2 separate regions of the Mus musculus genome follow, and region 2 is linked to region 1. Evidence: chromatin contacts called from public Hi-C data. All regions are on one chromosome and are shown on one strand. The core of a region is the stretch at or near the end of the contact, and the rest is flanking DNA. Distances in the headings are between cores, read along the strand shown.

What was found. A called contact is a pair of places that touch in the nucleus more often than the background predicts.
Region 2: a Hi-C map of B cells shows a contact between it and region 1, with 5 read pairs. The contact joins the enhancer-like site here to the promoter of Morn2 in region 1. A contact is called at or near these places in 2 of 39 promoter capture datasets (maxillary cranial neural crest and second pharyngeal arch cranial neural crest), 1 of 484 Hi-C or Micro-C datasets (B cells) and 1 of 115 datasets of contacts at active chromatin or transcription factors (large pre-B cells).

Annotation. Positions count from the first base shown.
Region 1 is chr17:80,288,869-80,291,568 of GRCm38.p6, forward strand. Morn2 (MORN repeat containing 2) reads left to right here and starts at 1,344. Exons shown (of 5, transcript NM_194269.2): 1 at 1,344-1,469. It overlaps Dhx57 (DEAH (Asp-Glu-Ala-Asp/His) box polypeptide 57), which reads right to left and starts at 1,608. Exons shown (of 24, transcript NM_001163759.1): 1 at 1,188-1,608.
Region 2 is chr17:83,274,984-83,277,683 of GRCm38.p6, forward strand. No RefSeq gene overlaps it. Among named protein-coding and RNA genes, the nearest start is that of Gm24240, 6.4 kb to the left of the region's middle. Within about 2 kb of position 1,413, at least 392 of the 459 cell types and tissues checked have an H3K27ac peak or open chromatin away from gene starts, as enhancers often do. A contact at or near this core is called in B cells, where this site is marked.

The sequences.
Region 1 (2,700 bases), core at 94-2,593:
TACTCTCTAACCCTAGATCCCCACTAGGCAAGACATCCTGAGCCCCAACCACGAGCTCTCCAAAGGACAGCAGTATATACATACACTCACAAAACCATAATGACATGAAATGATTAACATGTGACTGAAGGAATGGCACAAACTGAATTTTCAATAATCGCATTCTCCCACCCCCCTCCCCCCACCTTTATGTCTTTCCAGACAGGGTTTCTCTGTGTAAATAGCACTGGCTGCCCTGGAACTCGCTTTGTAGACCAGGTTGGCTTCAAACTTACAGAGATCCATCTGCCTCTGTTTCCAAAGGCGTGCACTACCACGCCCAGCTGCATATCGGGTTTTTGTCTTTTTGTTTTTTTTACGTAGGAAGAAAGGAAAACATCAAACATCTTACCACCCAAACCACCCAGCTGGGGTCAATTCATACATTGAGAAATGGCTGAGGAAAAAAAAAAGGCAAGAAGATTCTGTACTGACTTAAAACAAGTTGCCTCACACCAACCCAGAAAAGGTTACATTTTCAACTTGAGCTGTAATTTTCACGCAAAAATCTGAACCAAGATTTACCGATTATAGCGGCATCCGATATCACATTCCCCAGACGTTTTCTGTAGAATACAAATTAGGTTATCTAGTCCGCAGGGAGGAATCCCACTATCTATGTAGCCTGCTAAGATTTCATCTTTCTTTACCATAGACACTGGATCCAAGTTTGGCTCTAAAAGGATCCTTTGTTTCACACCCAAGTTTGGCTCCCACGTACAGCATCGTCAAGCTGAGGTGATGAAAACTGAACCCACACCGCTTGCCTCCCAGGCAAACCTCTGACCACTATACATTCCCCCAGCTCCATTCAGATACCTAGTCATGCAAGGTTCCTTTCTTCAACATCCATCTTCTCCAACCCTTTCCCCAAACAGCCCCTCGGGTCGCCACCGAGCCACAGACAGGAAATGGGGCTGGCGCCCCTCCTTTTCAACCTTGCTCGGAGCCGTGGGTGTGGACGACCTCGACTGCAGATCCCGGGGTTCCCCAGGATTCTGCAGGTCCAGGTTCACTGCCCCTGGGCTGACAGGCAGGACCATAGGGGCTGCATGGTCCTCGGATGTGATCACTAGAGAGGGGAGGCGGCAGGCGGGCCTGGCAACCCCGAACCCGCGCGGCCCCGCACATGCCACGTCAGGCCGTACCTGGCTCGTAGCGTTGCTGGCTGCGGAGCTCAGGAGGCGGCACCCAGGGTCGGGGTCCGGGCTGGGTTCAGCTTCCCTCTTGGACCTCACCCGCAGCAGCCGCCCCGCCCAGGTGTCTTCTGATTGGCTTCTTGCACTTTTGCTTCCGGGTGAGAGGTCGCCCGGTCGCCCCAGCAACCGAGGCCCGCTCTGTCCTAGAGCCCAGCTCCCTCCAGCCTGCCGAGCTGGCGAGCCTAGGGGAATCGCAGAGTCGCGAAAGCCTGTCCTTCACGTCTCCATCAAGTGAGTGCGCTTCCTCTCGGGAGCTGATGGACCCGGAGCCAGCCGCAGCATCCACTCTGGGGTGGAGGGGCACCGACAGCCCGGCGTCGGGGGATCCGGAGATACAGCGTGGGCCCCCGAGTCTGTGGGTTCGCTGTGCCTATCACTCCGGATTTGTTTCCTTTACGGTGCCAGATCAATGGCAGAGGTTCCTGCTAACTCACATAATCCAGAAATTTGAATGTGGAAACGTCACCCCCTTATTTAGAGAATATTAGTTTCTGTAATCGAACTCACACAGATAAGGTTTTACCTATGTAATACAGTGAAGTAAGCCTGTACAAATGGAAAAGAAATTAGCTTGATGTTTCTAGACTAATATGGCTGCTGATTTTGGTACAATGACAACTCAACATGGTTGAAAACACAAGTACAGTTTTCAAAAATTAAACGTGTGTTTAATATATATACATATTTAATATATTATATAATATATATTAACATATAATATATTAATATTATTTTAAATATAGGTATATGTTTATATGTGTATATATTTATATATGTGTATATATTTTTATATATGTATATATATCTATGTATATGTATAAAGAGCAATAATAGTATGTTATGCATCAGTAATAACAACAGCTTTTTCAGGTCCTGTAGTCATCTGAACAAAATTGTAGACGTCTAGCCTCGCCTTAAAAACAAACAAACAGAAAAACACCACCAAACAACTAGAAACAGCACAGGTCTGTGACCATTAGGGTACCAGCACAATATATATATGTATATAAGTATACACATATACATACATGTGTGTGTATTGTACATATATAATTATATGTATATTATATATATGTATGTATATTATAGACATATAATTAGCTTTTAAATCATCTGTAAAGAAGACATCCTGAGTAATATTGGAACCATCTTTGATAAAGCTACCAATTCATATCATGCAGCAGGTAGGAGATATTTTACACTCACATGATACAGTGCTGCCCCCACATTTGTAACACTAGAGGGCGAAAAAGGCATTTGAGACTTCTTTTTACTTTTTTCAGCAGAGGGCCAAATGCTGGTGTGACATAGCTCTGTAAAAGAAGTGCACTCTTTTAGATAGGAATTCCTTTCAGTAGTGTTCAAAGTATTACACTCTCACGAAACAACAAACAAACAAACAAAACCAAAAAAAAAAAAACCCTGAAAACCAAAAAGGGGAAACATTTCCCCGAGATAAAGC
Region 2 (2,700 bases), core at 163-2,662, 3.0 Mb after region 1:
ACAAACATTTAAGCAGTCTTTATACTGGAAGGTAAACACTACTAGACGGTAGGTCCCCAAAGGTATATGAGATTCACCAGGGCCCTGGCGTGGTGAAGCTAACATCTAACTAGGAAGATACACGGAAAAGCTTTTGTTCACAATCCAGTGTGAGAAAAGCCTTTGTTCACAATCCAGTGTGAAAGTCCGATCGTATATAGGCCATGGAAACGGACAAAGTGCAAGACCCAGGGGAGAATCCACAGACAATAGAAGACTATTGACCTGGCTGAACATTTTGTGTGTGATCTCCATTTTCATCGTGTGGGTCCTGGGGTTTGAACTCAGATCGTCAGGCCTGGCCTCAAGCACCTTTACCGGGTGGGCCATCTCAACAGGCCAAATGTATTATCAATCAAAGCAATCGTCTCAAGGGAAAGTAGAGAGACAGTCTAGATCCGTCCACCCCTGTTCCAAGCAATAGGGGCCAAACTCCTAGGAAAGGTTACGTGGGCCCCACTTAGGATCCGCCCTCTGTCTTCCCACCTCCTAATCCCTAACCTGATCAAACTGTTGGTTCTGTTCAGAAGAGAGGAGCCTTCTCACCTGACTCTTCAGCCGGGCGTGGTGGCGCACGCCTTTAATCTCAGCACTCCGGAGGCAGAGGCAGGCGGATTTCTGAGTTCAAGGCCAGCCTGGTGTACAAAGTTAGTTCCAGGACAGCGAGGGCTATACAGAGAAACCGTGTCTCAAAAAACAAAACAAACAAAAAACCAAAAAGAAGGGTCTCCATTTCCTTCTTGTGCCTATACAGTCAGAGAGGGTCCCACTCTAGGCCCTTACTAGAGTAAGGGTCCTCCTTTCTCCATCACCCCGTCCTTACCACCTGGCAGCAAGCAGTTCCTGAGGGGCTAGCCTCATTCCTGCCACCCCAAGTGGGAAATCCCTATCTCAAGGACGGTTTCGAAGCCTAGACAGAAATGTTCACATCACTGGCAACAGCTTTCCAAAGGCTAAAGCTGGCACCTCTAGGGGCCCACTGCCTGGAGCAGGCTCCGAGATCAGTGGGGTGGGTCACAGAGAGCACATCCGGTCTGGTACATCCTCTGCAGGGGTGGGGACCATTGTGCAGCTAGCTGGCCTTCCCAGGGGCGCTGTCGCATGTCCTCAGTCAGAGACCAACAAGCAGGAGGCCTGGCTGGCCTGGAGAGTCTGCAAGACCAGAACACGCGGTGCCTCTGAGCACCCACACGCTGGCGGGGAGTGGCTAGGGAGCTGAAGGTGGGGTTCGGGGAGGATTCCCCGGGCAGTGCGGGGGACGAGCCTGCGGACCGCTGGCGCGCGCCCCCGATCCTCCCCGCGGGAACGGGAGCGCGGCGCCGCGGGAGGAATCCCAGCTATTTCCTCTGCGCCCCGCGGTATGCGGCCGGCTCGCCTCCCTCCGAGTGAGCGAGCGCGGCCCCGGCACCAGCTGACTGCCAGCTGCCCTGGCCGCGCCGTGCAGCTCCGGATCCCGGCCAGCCGCCCCCTCGTCCCAGGCCACGAAACCGGCCTTTCCAGCAGCCTGAGACCTGTACCGCTGTGCCAGCCAGAACCTGTCCCCGGCCCGCGTGGAAAAGCCGGGCGGACATTAGCGCCCACGCGAGTGTCATGCGTCTGGGTCTGAAACTACAAGTTCCTTAACCTAGTTCCCAAACTGTTGTGCAACGGTGACCCCGGCCTACTCATCTGTGTTGCGACAAGGTTAAATGTGAAAAAGAAAGACAGAGACAGAGTGTCAAGTGTATTTTCGTTTCTCTAGGTCGTTGCTGCTGTTCTTTATTTTGCTTTCCAGTCATAAGATCCTGTGCTGGCCTCTTTCCAGCCCGGCTTGTCAGTGAAATAGTCAGAGCGGGCTTTACTCGGAGACCTGTAGGTGGCTAACTCCTGCTGGGCCTGGTCTAGACTGGGTTCTCACTTTGCATCATCTATCTATCTATCTATCTATCTATCTATCTATCTATCTATCTATCACGGTTTGCCAAAGTTTCCCATGTTGGCCTCGAACTCGTAGGCAACCCTCCTGCTTCAGTTCCCCTAGTGCTGGAATGACAAGCTGTGAGCCACTATGCCCAGCCTGTGCTCTCGTTGTTTTGTTTTAGGGGTGGGGGGTTGATTGTTTGTTTGTTTTGTAGCTTTAAAAAGTCTGATAATGGAGTCCTCCTTGCTTTTAACCATTGTGCTCCGAACCACAATCACTGCTTGGAAGGCAGAGAGGTCAGTTATTTATATATGTTCAAATGATGTCATTGCTGTCTGAGAGCAACCAGGGAGGTAGTTGGTGGTTAGGGGAAATTGAAGGTGCGCACGGCCGATAACAGGTCTGCAAACGTGGAGTCCGGTAGTTGTGTGTCTGAAAAGAGGATTGTCACCGTGAACTCTCTGGGACCCTCTTTTCCTACTACAAAGAAAAATTCTTGCCAGTTTTGCCTTTAACTCTTCTGAGTAGCTGCCACCAGGGCGGGGAGGAAACTGAGACAGATCCTTGGCCACCCACACCTGCCTCACCACGCCCACAGCCGCGGCTGCTGGGACACGGGAGCTGGAAAGCCCCGGTTTCACCAGGCCTAACCACCAAGCCCTTTGCACAAAGGAGCTGCAGTCTGGCGTTTCCCCTGCCCGCCCTCAGTTTAGACTTCTTAGCTTCCATCCCAGCTTGCATCCATGGCCAAGCGCCAGCCA